Linked DNA regions of Bombyx mori: region 1 is linked to region 2. The links are chromatin contacts, called in public Hi-C maps. All regions are on one chromosome and are shown on one strand. Each heading gives the region's core, a stretch centred on a gene start, on an enhancer-like site or on the middle of the called end of the contact. The rest is flanking DNA. Distances are from core to core; before and after follow the strand shown. Region 1 overlaps LOC101741857 (SH2 domain-containing protein 4B). Region 2 holds the start of LOC101741857 (SH2 domain-containing protein 4B).

The links. A called contact is a pair of places that touch in the nucleus more often than the background predicts.
Region 1: a Hi-C map of midgut shows a contact between it and region 2, with 1.6 times the contacts expected there. The contact joins the enhancer-like site here to the promoter of LOC101741857 in region 2. A contact is called at or near these places in 2 of 7 Hi-C or Micro-C datasets (midgut and posterior silk gland).

What each region holds. Positions count from the first base shown.
Region 1 is chr3:12,456,439-12,462,750 of ASM3026992v2, forward strand. The region is part of intron 2 of LOC101741857 (SH2 domain-containing protein 4B); the gene reads left to right. Among protein-coding and RNA genes, the nearest start is that of LOC101741709, 66 kb to the right of the region's middle. Within about 2 kb of position 2,888, at least 3 of the 8 cell types and tissues checked have open chromatin away from gene starts, as enhancers often do.
Region 2 is chr3:12,389,222-12,395,979 of ASM3026992v2, forward strand. It overlaps LOC101741857 (SH2 domain-containing protein 4B), which reads left to right and starts at 2,774. Exons shown (of 11, transcript XM_012688864.4): 1 at 2,774-3,136. LOC733128 (glyoxylate reductase/hydroxypyruvate reductase) reads left to right here. Exons shown (of 3, transcript NM_001047075.1): 2 at 235-496; 3 at 998-1,728. The coding sequence ends at 1,633.

The sequences.
Region 1 (6,312 bases), core at 1,638-4,137, 67 kb after region 2:
TGTCGAATCATCTCACTCGTTTTTTTTCCCATCAAAGAAGCTTGGAGCGTTTGCGACCTAGAAATGATGGACTACCCGTACTGTAAATGTCCACATCGCAGCTCTGTAAGTACTACAAGTAATTAAGGGCCGAACATTTGTATTAAATACTAGAACTGATTCCGGCAGACTTCGTAGTGCCTCAATCGATAAATAAAAGACCTAAACTTTTGTATAAAATAAACTTAAAACAAACAAAAGGAATCCTCAAACGAAACACCAAAGGGAAAACAAAATTGTTATTTTTATTTAATTCCGAGCATTTTCATATTTATCTACATTTTAAACCTTCTCTGGACTTCCACAAATAATTCAAGATCAAAATTAGCCAAATCGGTCCAGCCGTTCTCGAGTTTTAGCGAGACTAACGAACAGCAATTCATTTTTATATATATAGATAGATTGAAACTCACAGAACACATTCAATATGTTACTTGTGCTCTTGTTTGCAAGCGGTAACCTTAGCAAATGACATCAAATTTAAGCGATCGCCGACCAAGAATTTGTTATTTTTAATAAATTCTAATATCCAGGACTGAGAAAATCTAATAATATATTGCCTAATCTAACAATAACTGAAATGCTGCAACAACATTAGTGACACATTTGTAATTAACATCTGGATCAGACTTGTCTTCAGCTACATCGGGATATTATTGATGACATACAAACGCAGCGTTTTCGAGGAACCTTGCGAGCTTACACTGATGGAAATCAACCGCGTCCGTGACATACGGTGTGTAACCTCTAATTTGCTTGCAACCCACTTTCATTGCAAGTAGCTCGGTCTCATCTGTTACGTTAGGGCTGGTAGCTTCTGTGTTATTTTGAAGTTTAAATTGTTACAGAATAAGACAAAAAAGAGGGCGTAATTTTTCGTCGTATGACAGACGTTTAAACTGAGTTTTACAATATTTTTTAGCGTTCCTTGAGCCCTTCTACTAAATGTATTACTTTTTAAGTATCTTATCGATACTAGAGTTTTATTTGGAGACTCGCATGATACTCCACAGTGTTTCACTTGCCATTGAATTGACGCTGATGTATTGCGAGCTTAGAAATTTTAGTGATGTTATGATTGCAATCACCGTTGTGCATCATAAGACATATTTATCTATTTCATTATGAAATTGTGTTTTTTTTTTTTTTGCAATTAAGATTTATTTTGCGCACACATTGACTCCAAACATTGATCAAATTGGGTGAAGTATAGAGGCAATCAGTCAAGTTTTTTTTTTTTTTTTGAGCAATTTAGTCATTAGTTAGTTTAGACAAATAAGCCCATCACGAACCGTCAGCCCTACTGCGTGAACCACCGAAGGATGTTTCGAAATTCGGTGAATAAACAAAATGTTAAAGCTTCTTTTACATGATCTATATATCAGTTACGGCTCTCAATAATACTTTAGTGTGAAATGATTTCGGTCAAGGTGAAGTAAGGTAGATCGTTAACAATTAGAATGGACGTTGGTACAGACAGAACACACAATAGGTGTATGTGTGCTCTATTCTTTTTGACATGAGTCGTTTATCATATGCAGATTTAGAAAAATGAATTTTGTATTAATTTTTTTTTCGAAAATTGCGTTTTTTTATTGCATAATTGAGTGGACGAGCTCACAATCCACCTGGTGTTAAATGGTTACTGGAGCCCATAGACATTTACAACGTAAATGCGCCACCCACCTTGAGATATAAGTTCTAAGGTCTCAAGTATAGTTACAACGGCTGCCCCACCCTTCAAACCGAAACGCATTACTGCTTCACGGCAGAAATAGGCGGGGTGGTGGTACCTACCTGTGCGGACTCACAAGAGGTCCTACCACCAGTAAATGAATTAAAATGCATTAAAATGAATTAAAAAAAGGGTGCCATAGTCTATAAATGCACTATGAATATACAGCCGAACCAATATGCGTTTTAACTTGAATGAATAATGGTCTTTGAATTTTAACTGATAATTACAATCAGACGTGGAAAGTTTTTATTGTATCATGAGGAATTCCAAATACAAAATACTCCAGATATACATCCAGGAGAAAATCGCTATAATGTTGTTCCGGCTGGAGCAACTATCTGGTTAAAAGTCGCAAGCTATGTTGTTTTCCAATCTTCGATAGTAATGGACTTAAAACAAACCTATACCTATTTCTTTAAAAATAATATTTAAATGGCGTATTGAAATCACTGATCACTTTAAGAAGTATGATTTGGGGATGAGCATTAAGTAATTCAAATCAACGAGGAACTAAATAGCACAATTTAAAATTAAATTATCTTGTACATTTTGCCTTTATTGATTAATTAGTATGTTTTGCGTTCCGCGGCATTCCGTTTCCCGCGTATTTAACCGAAAACAAACAAAATGGCCGACATTCCATCGATGCAACGCCGCCGTGTTAATTGACATCAATTCAGTCGAAATGGAGTGAGGCGAAGCCGCAACGTTAAATTTAACCGCGAATGTCGTGTACAGTGCACCGTTGTTTTTATAACTATGTTTTTTTCTTCGAGAATTTTCGCAATATAATTTACGCTTAAACTTCTTTAAGCGGTCACGTGACGACGCCTGTGACGTAACAATCCGCCATTACGGGTATTCCGCGCCTACAAGTAGGTATTTAATACGAGATGCTTACCGTGATGCGTAAGTTCCTTTACTATCTTGTGATGTCACAAGAGGTATTTTGTCAATATGCCACACATAATTTCTCGGAAGTATTTAAGAGAAACACATTATTTAACGTTATCACGTAATAATTAGATATTGAGTTAAATTAACTTGCGGTCGTATACCGTATTCAAATGCACAAAATATCTGTGCATTAAGCTCTCAAGTTGCGCGCAGTTTGTCATGTCCTTGACCGCGCCCACAGGCTCGAAGGCGCAATAAACTTTCTTCTTCATTGGCCACGGATATAAAGCTTGCCATTGTTCGCTTCTATTGCATACATTAATTAGTATTGAAACAATCTGTGAAGAAACTTTTATGGTACTATTCAAGAAAAATACGAGAAGATTACTTTTTTTTACTGTACCAATGACTACTATAGACATCACTAAGAAAATGCCGCGATAACTTTGTGATATATACATTTGCACCCAATGGCATTGGAATAACGACTATTTTAAGTTGTAAATAACAAAGCTTGGTACATAGAAAGCATAAATAGGTACGTTAGTAGTATAAGCCCGTGTGGGATCACTATACGCTAATTAACAGTGGTTTACAAAGGTTGAGTACTGAAAGATGAATACATAGAATATTAGAACAAAGAAATTGTTACACAAAATTTTGTAACAATTTTACGCAAAATGTTGACAATTTCTCGCTGGAAACATACATATTTTTTTCAAATCCATACTAGATAGTATTATAATGCGAAAATCAGTTTTATTTATTTCTTACGTGTATACTTCGCTAGTACTGAACCGATCATATCTGGAATACAGAAAAGGATATACGGTTTTTTTTTCCCCAGAAAAAGTACTATTTCTCGATTTTTATAGCGATTATTTTTCTACATTAATGCGAGCGAAGCTCTATGTAAAAGTTAGCAATCCTATTCTTAAATAAGCCTAATCGATTGACATTTTTGTTGGCTTAAAAGACTGTAATCTTAACCGTCTGTTCGTCTGTCATCGTGGCTGATAAAACTTCATCAACATTTTATGGCCCAGAGGTTGTATAAACAAATTTTGAGATTCGTGATAAATTTCAATAAGACCAAATAATCTTACAGTTGACTAGTTGCCAAGTTACCATAACAAAAACTCAGGCAGCTTCGAAAGCTGCGAGCGCGGTATTTCGCCTTCACTTTTGAACTATGCAATTGTTGCGTTTAGTTATAAATGTCAGGCTGCATGCATTATGTCTGGATGAAGGTAATACAGTAGCAAAATAGCGGTATTTTAATATCAGGTAAATAAAATAAAAAAAATATAAAAGACTAGCTAGACCCGGCAGACTTCGTAGTGCCTCAATCGATAAATAAAAAACCTAAACTTTTGTATAAAATAAACTTAAAGCAAACAAAAGGGATCCGTCCGACGGGGGACACATCAAAGGAAAAACAAAATTGTTATTTTTATTGAATTCCGAGCATTTTCATATTTAACTACCTTTTAAACCTTCTCTGGACTTCCACAAATGATTCAAGACCAAAATTAGCCAAATCGGTCCAGCCGTTCTCGAGTTTTAGCGAGACTAACGAACAGCAATTCATTTTTATACTCGTCTATATTTAGATTACAAGGATAATTGGAAAGATCAAGTGATACGACCATGTAAAATGGACCTTACTGCGAGCCAGCAAGGGATGGTTAACGCAATCCTACCCATTGCTGCCACGATGCATTTATGCGTTCCGTTCTGAAGCGTTGGCAAGTCCAATACAATTGAAAATTCGACTCAAAAGTGTCAAGATGGCGGCGCTATTTACGCTATGACGTCATACCACATTAGAAATCAGAATTACATTCCTTTTAAATCCATCCTTGGAGTTGACTATCAATAATTAAAAGTTACCCACTGACTTTCTCACCGGATCTTTTCAGTGAGTCGCGACTCCAATCCGACCGTAGATTCAGCAGAGGACTGCTCTTGCCAGGGCTAGTGTTACCAATTCTAGCAGGTTGAGCATGTGAGCACCCGAGTAGTAGTCCCTTAGGGTACCCACAATTAGGTACGGCAAAAAAAATTAAAAGTTTACAAACAACATATTGCCGCGTAATAAAGATCTTGGAACTTGTCTTTAACTGTAAATAAAGAAGAAAAAACAAATCTTCCGACGACCCCGTATTGTAAAGCAAACATATCACCGTTTGTCAACTTTTAAAAAGGCCATTAGCATTAAAGGCGATTTCAACAAACAAAAAAAAAAAACCTATCGAAAACTCTAGTTTCACTAACCGACTGCAACATACCATTAGCTGTTGTACTTGTGGCGCAACGTTTGTCACGACTCGGCTTTGTAGCGGCCGGATCCGATTCAGAGCGTTCACAATTTGTACGTCTCATTATACAGTGCACTTATGTTTTATGAGGCTTTCCGACTAATCCGTGCTTGCAAGACTTGAACGCGGAATACTGGGAACACAAGAGTTTTTTTATAGACATTTCCATGATTTGGAACTTTTGGTATTAATTGCACTGGCCGACATCATTTTCCTTGTTCAAGTTCTGATGATTTTTTTCCACTAATTTGGTAGTGCTGATCACGAAATTATACCTCATTTTATCGTATCACATCAGGTTTTTAAAAAAGTTAAGACACTGGCTATTTTAAATTTTTTGATTAAAATAAATTAAATTTTAGATTTTGGCGCTCTTTTCTCGAATCGTACGACCTTTCGTGAGGAAATATATTAGTTGCAACAACGACACACCCATTCGAAACAAGTTACATGCAAATAAACCTCTACAGTTACTTTGTTTATGAACTTTTTACTGAAATTAGTGTGTTTATTTTTAAAAAAATCTTACGTTTTACTTATATATTTTTTTTATATTTTTGTTTACTTATATTCCATGCTTCTTGTGCGAGTGGGACAGTAGAGCACGAGACAAGCACTACGTTAAAAAATAATGGAATCCTCGTAAAAATTTCAAAGTAGGAACAAAAAACGTTATACGAAAAAAATTAATTAGTCCTGAAAAAATTTTACTACCTCCGCTTCATATCAAACTCGGTATGATGAAACAGTTCGTTAAAGCATTGGATAAAAACAATGCTAGTTTTGAATACCTGTGTAAAAAAATTCCAAGATTATCTGATACAAAAATTAAAGAAGGAGTGTTCGATGGACCGCAAATCAGATCTTTGATGGCTGATGAAAAATTTGATGCCACAATGAATAACACTGAATCAGATGCTTGGCTGGCGTTCAAAGATGGTGTCAACAATTTTCTAGGAAATAATAAACATCCCGACTGTAAAAATAAGGTTGCAAACTTATTGGATAAGTATCAAAAATTGGGGTGTAATATGAGCATAAAACTCCACTTTCTAGATTCACATGTGGACTTTTTTCCTGATAATCTTGGTGATTACAGTGAAGAGCAGGGAGAAAGGTTTCATCAGGACATAAAAACTATGGAGACCAGGTACCAAGGTCGATGGAATGTGAATGTGATGGCTGATTACTGCTGGTCACTGACACGTGATATTACTGAAGATACTCACAAAAAAACTACACCCCGACGTAATTTTATCGCGAAACGTAAAAGATGTCACTCTAAATAGTCCTGCAGCATTGTTTAAACTCAGTGTT
Region 2 (6,758 bases), core at 1,524-4,023:
GAAGTCCATGGGGTAACCACCCACCACCAGGTGGGTCAAATTGTAATTGAATACCTAATCAAATAAAGACAGAAATTAGAAAATAGAGTACCAAAATCTTTCAGTAGGCTTAGACTCAACTAACTATGACAACAAGTTATAAGAAATAGGTTTTGGCATTCAGTATAAGCTTTTAACATTGTTATGAAATAATGAGTAAACTTCATCAAATTGATAATACAAAACATGTTCCAGATGTGATGTTAATCTATGGAATCAACCTTCTCCAGTGCCGAGAGCTGAGTTATTGAAAGAAGTTGCTGGTGTTAATGGTATCTACTGTTCTTTAACTGATAAGATTGACACGGAGCTATTAGATGCAGCAGGACCTAGTTTGAAGGTTGTGGCTACTATTTCTGTGGGCCATGATCATATTGATGTGGCAGAATGCAAGAAAAGGGGTGTCCGTATTGGGTACACTCCGGATGTTTTGACTGATGCTACTGCTGAATTAACTGTAAGTCTTATTTACAAAGTATACATCTTCTAACATTGAAGCATTCTTGCATGTTAATAATCGCTAGTTAAGTAAAATATTTACCATGCCATAGCCATTATCTTCTTCAGAATTTTATCCATACAACATTATTTTCACTTGCATTATATTAGTGGTTCAGAAAGAAAGAAACACATTATCATTTTTCTAAGATGAACACTTGCTGTTGTCACTCCATTTCGCTTCACGTAACTTTGTGGCATATTTACTATAGTAGATAAACAGATTAATAGATACAGAAAAATAGATTGGTCTGGTTATGTTATTTACCATTGTAAAAAGTTTCCTATGTTAATCCAGGTTATAAGCCATCTTTGTGCAAACCAATATTAATATAGATAATGCTCTTTGACGATCTTATAACATGCTTACAAAGACTTGATAAGGCATTATGAATAAAACCAAATACTTATATTAATTATTTATGTTTTGAAAATCAGCGAGAGTTGTATTCGGTTTCAGCTAGCCCTGCTCTTGGCTACATCACGTCGAGTTCCTGAAGCTATACATGAAGCCAAAACCGGTGGTTGGGTTTCATGGGCACCCACTTGGATGACAGGACCTGGACTGGCTGGTGCCACTGTTGGCATTGTTGGATTTGGGAGAATAGGTCAGGCAGTAGCACGAAGGGTTAAAGCATTCAACACAGAAAGAATCATTTATTTTAATCGCAGTCATAGACCTGAAGAGAAGGAAACTGGTGCTGTCAAAGTCAGTTTCGATGAACTCCTCACCCAAAGCGACTTTGTGATTTGTTGTGCAGCACTAGTTCCTGAAACTAAAGAGATATTCAACAAGGAAGCGTTTGAAAAGATGAAGGATACAGCCATTTTTGTAAATACAAGTCGTGGTGGAACTGTAGATCAAGATGCTTTGATTGAAGCACTGAAAACCAATAAGATCAGGGCAGCCGGTTTGGATGTTACGTCTCCTGAACCACTACCTTTGGATAATCCATTGTTCAAGCTGAGCAATTGTGTGGTTCTACCTCATATAGGAAGTGCTACGATTGAAGCTAGGAACACCATGAGTGAACTAACAGCAAGGAATATACTAGCTGCCCTTCACGGTACTGACATGCCGGCTGAGTTGAAGTGAAACTTTGACTCTTATTTTAAAATTCATGTATAAGAAAGAGTATTTGCTATGCATTTTGTCAAATTAGTAACCATGAATAAAATTCATGAAAATTATTTCCCATTATTATCCTTGGTTTCCAATGTAGCTTTGTTACTATAACATTTGTAAATAGAACTCAGTGGTGATAGATTGTATCCTGAAGGCTAAACTGGCAGGTGGCACACAAAGTGGTAATTTGTTCCTGTTTGTATAGCATTACAGCCATTAAACAGCATAATTCCTTTTTTTTTTTAATTGCTAGATGGGTGGACGAGCTCACAGCCCACCTGATGTTAAGTGGTTACTGGAGCCCATAGACAACTACGACGTAAATGCGCTACCCACCTTGAGATATAAGTTCTAAGGTCTCAAGTATAGTTACAACGGCTGCCCCACCCTTCAAACCGAAACGCATTACTGCTTCACGACAGAAATAGGCGGGGCGGTGGTACCTACCCGCGCGGACTCACAAGAGGTCCTACCACCAGTAATTACGCAAATTATAATTTTGTGGGTTTCATTTTTATTACACGATGTTATTCCTTCACTGTGGAAGTTAATTTTCAACATTTGTTGAATACGTATTTCATTAGAAAAATTGGTACCCGCCTGGGATTTGAACACCGGTGCATCACTCAACATGAATGCATCGGACGTTTTATCCTTTAGGCCACGACGACTTCATAAGACTTCAACCTCAATATCTCAAAGAGGGTAGCAAATCACAAGTTATATTGTCTATGAGCTTCAGTAAGCACTTAAACCCAGGTAAGTCATGATCACGACTGCCTATAAAGCAGAAATATACCGATTCCTTTTATTTTGTCTTTACAAGACAGATATACAGATATAATAACATAAGGTATGTTCAATCTAGCGTCTGGCTGGCCTTCCATGTGTGGACTGTTTTTTAGAATAGGGCTTACCAGAAAACTTCATCTTGTTTTCATGCGGTCCGCCGCGCATGTTTTAATCAGAAAATAGGATTCAGATAGAGTAAAAGTTAACTCATATTTGTATGGAATGGGATCGTTTGCGTACGTTTGCCGCTAGGGGCGCCGTTCCAACTGCATAAAATTGGGTTAACTTTTACGCTATCGAGCACGTTAAGAAACTCGCACTAAGCACTCTGACCGTTTTTTAGATTAGATTTTAACAGTGCGATTTACGACTAAACCAAGGATAAGCTCACTGTCTCGTCCACCGATCGAGATATCTTAAAAGTGGGGCAAAATCACGAACCGTGAGGCTTGCTGCTGTAAACAAGTGAAAACTTTTTGCTTAAACCAAGTTTCGAAGCGGTCTGCGAGACTGCAGTGCAATCGGCGGGCCGTCGCGTGCTCACGTGCGCAGGGCGAGTGGCCGCCATACATTATACGTGCTTTAAACGAATTTATTATAACTGTGAAATTGGAATCGTCTCAATAAAATTTCGGTCACGTTGGTCTTATTTGACGGAGCCGGGATGCTGTGACTTGAGAGGTAAGTTAGGTATATAAATTTCAAAAAAAATCTTGGTCATGTTACTTTCATTTTAAATATTCTGGTGGTGGTACCCAATGGTGACCACCTAATACCGGGTGAGCTGTGAGCTTGTCTGACTATATAGGACAATAATAAACCTTCCGTCGCCTTCACGTCTTGAGCCCCGGTAACCATTAACACGACTTGGGTTGTAGAATTGTTCAGTTCTTAAAAAAACAAATTAGCCAATTTGTTAAATTTACCAACAGCTATTGTCCGAATTCCTTTGCCAATTCTTATATGTCTATCTGTAACTAAAATGAAAAAAAAAAGAATAGAGACCAGTAGATCACAGTACCTACCTTCATGTTAAAAAGCCGTCACGCTTGAAATTGCGGTCTGCCCTTGTAAAAGTTCGTCCACATTTAAATAACCTAACTATAAACGCCAAAATATTAATTACGTACCCAAATAAATAAATTGGGTACCTATCTACCTAACAATGCGGGTGAATAAACCCCTAGAACCATAATATAGTTAATTGTATTGATTAGCATTAAAAGGTAGGTTAGATACTTATTAGAAATTAAACCGTAATTATTAATTGAAGAGCAGATATTGACAATGCTTGTCACGTTTTTTTTATAGTCTAGTGTTTGCACAGATGATAATGTATAGAATGCATTAAGTACATAATGTTAAAAGTTATTAAATCCAGTACACAAAACTACACTACACACTAGAGTGATCTTTTTTCCTCTACCTCTTCGCTGGTAGCCTAAGAGGCTATTAGGCTATTGGGCTTAAAAGTGAGGCCTTACAACTCGTGTCTCAAGGTGGGTGACGGCATTTACATTGTAGATGTATATTGGCTCCGATAACCATTTAACATCAGGTGGACCGCGAGCTCGTCCACCCATCCAAGCAATAAAAATTACAAATAAAAGACAGCTACGCCCGGCGGGTAGTAACGTTTTTTTATTTTTTTTATTGCTCTTGTAGGCAGACGAGCGTACGGCCCAGCTGATGGTGAGTGGTTACTGTCGCCCATGAGCTTCAGGAATGCCAGGGGCATAGCCAAGCCGCTGCCTACCATTAAGTACTTTCCACAAGCCTCGTTTGAAGAAGGACATGTCATAGCGCTCGGGAAACACCGTGGAGGGGAGCTCATTCCATAGCCGGATGATACGTGGCAAAAAATATCTCTGGAAACGATCAATATTTATGTATATTGAAACATATACACATGTCAAAGAGGAAAAAAATATTTTTGTCGATGTGTGAATAATTCCATAACCCACCTCGTGTTAATTGGTTATCGGAACCCATATGCAAATTATAACCTGAATGGCGTCCCCTCTTTGAGGCATAACTTCGCAGATTCACTTGTAGGACTGCTACGCGGTTCGTTCGCTCGACCCGTCTGTAGTAGTTAGTATACAACGCGCCCTAGTAGTAATTATGCAAATTAATGTAATCAAAGTTCATTGGACTTAAACTCTTGCGTCGCAAGAACTATTTACTATTTCTGTCTTTTATATGAATTAAATTTATAAAAATCAATTAGATATCTTGAAAATTAAGTTCTGTAATCATAAACACTCAAGTTATTGTTACGCCCCGGGGTTCGGGATAAATAACAATTCTCCCGAATTACAACTTAACACTGTGTTTATCAAAAAATATATTTAAAACACTTCACAAATACTTTAAAATTCTCAATTCGTTTTTTCCGCTTCGCTTCAGGTGATCCGTTCGCTGTTTCGCTTCGAGTAGTTTCGATTACTAACTGCCGGCGTGCCATTTCTGTAATGCTTTATAGCCGATACGACATCCCTAGAATCGTCGAGAACATTCCTCACAAGTCGAGTACTTTCGATGTGTGTTTCCGCTATCTGACAATAGATGGCGTTGTATTTCTCGTGCGTTCCAGATGCTACTAGATCTTTGATATTCGTTCGGCTATTCGGCGATAGATGGCATTACTCTTACCGGCCTAACAGTATATTAATATTGAAATTGGTGATTTAAGCTGTTTCGAATGCTTCTTATATCCACTGTTAGTCTTTATTAAACACTAAGCGAAAGCCTGCCTCCACAGTTTTTATAAACGCTACTGCCTTTACTACGGTGCTCTGAGATCGCAATGTATTAAGCTTTTGATTTGATTTTCGGTAATAAATATAAATGATCATGTCTGAGTGGGTGCTATATGAAGGATGAGTCAATAATTAAAATATCGATGATTAAAACAATGAGGACGTTATTATCGATATTTTCTAATACAATTGACGACTATTTTAACACTGTTTAAAGGTTCAAATATTACTTAATAGTATAGCGTTTTGTAATAACTATTTTTTCTGCCATAATGGCCTAGATGGGTAATTTTATTGTCAGACTATCACGAGGCGTAAGCCTTTCGACAAACCAGTAACGTACAAACAGACATACGTGGTGGGACCTCACTTTAAAACGCCAACCAAAGTCAATGTAAACACTGTTGTGGACTAGACCATGTATAAAATCTTAAATAATCATGTACCTAGTGAAAATTAAAATAATATGTTAAATTTGACGTTGGAGACATTTTAAAACTGGGGCCTAATTTAAAAAGCAATAGTAGGTATACCATATGTAGTTGAAAATTAAATGTAACTCTTTTTCTTTTTTAAGTATGGCAATTACCTTCTTGCTATTCCATTATTGTTAGTCTATAAACGTTAGTTAGATAGTTTATAAACATCTGCAAATTGTTAAAGAAATATTGAATTAAATAGGTACCGGTAAAATGGGGCGTTTAGGGATTGAGAGGCGAATCGGGAAAAAACCGGGAAAATCTTTCGACGCTCAATATAAGTTTTATATTCGTTGCAAAATCTTCCATTTTTTGTAGTTTAATAGTAGAATGTTGAAAGTTCACAAAATAACTCTGAATATGCACGATAATAGCTGCTAACTTATAAAAAATCGCGTTTCAAATTAACTTCCTGTGGTGGTAATTATTTTAGTGCTAGAAACTTTGCTCTCTTTTATTTATTTGATAATAATAGAAGACGACTATGATTTATAAACGTTATTTAGTGTTTGAACCAGCATATATATTAAAGGTAAGTCTCAGTTGTTATTGGTTTTAATGTATTTGATTAAATAAAAATACATGTAAAAATCTGTTGTTTTTGGGGATATTAGGGACGTCTTAGGTACAAATAACAACGAAAAAGGGGTCAATTGGGATGAGAATACGTGAAATGGAAACGACCTAAGTATAAATAGGTACAGGTTTGTAGGGTTGTCTATGTAGTTATAACAATATTTTTTTAAATTTGTTGTTAAAAATCTGGTTTATTCGAAGCGAAATTGGGAATAAGTCTTTAGTTGAAATAGATAAGCAATTTAATATAAGTAAGTCGATTTTGCAGAGACATGTAACAAGATCAATGAAATCTCAAGGTGGACAAAAATGTCTAAGTAATACTTAATAAAATATTAAATATTTGTTCAGAGTGGGGGTATTCATCTGATTAATCCATGGAATAACCGACACACCTAATCTCTTAACCCAGATAGAAATATCAGCACTGTCGATTGCACCTATAATTGAGGTGATGTCTGCCATGTACTTTTGTCAGTTTTTAAA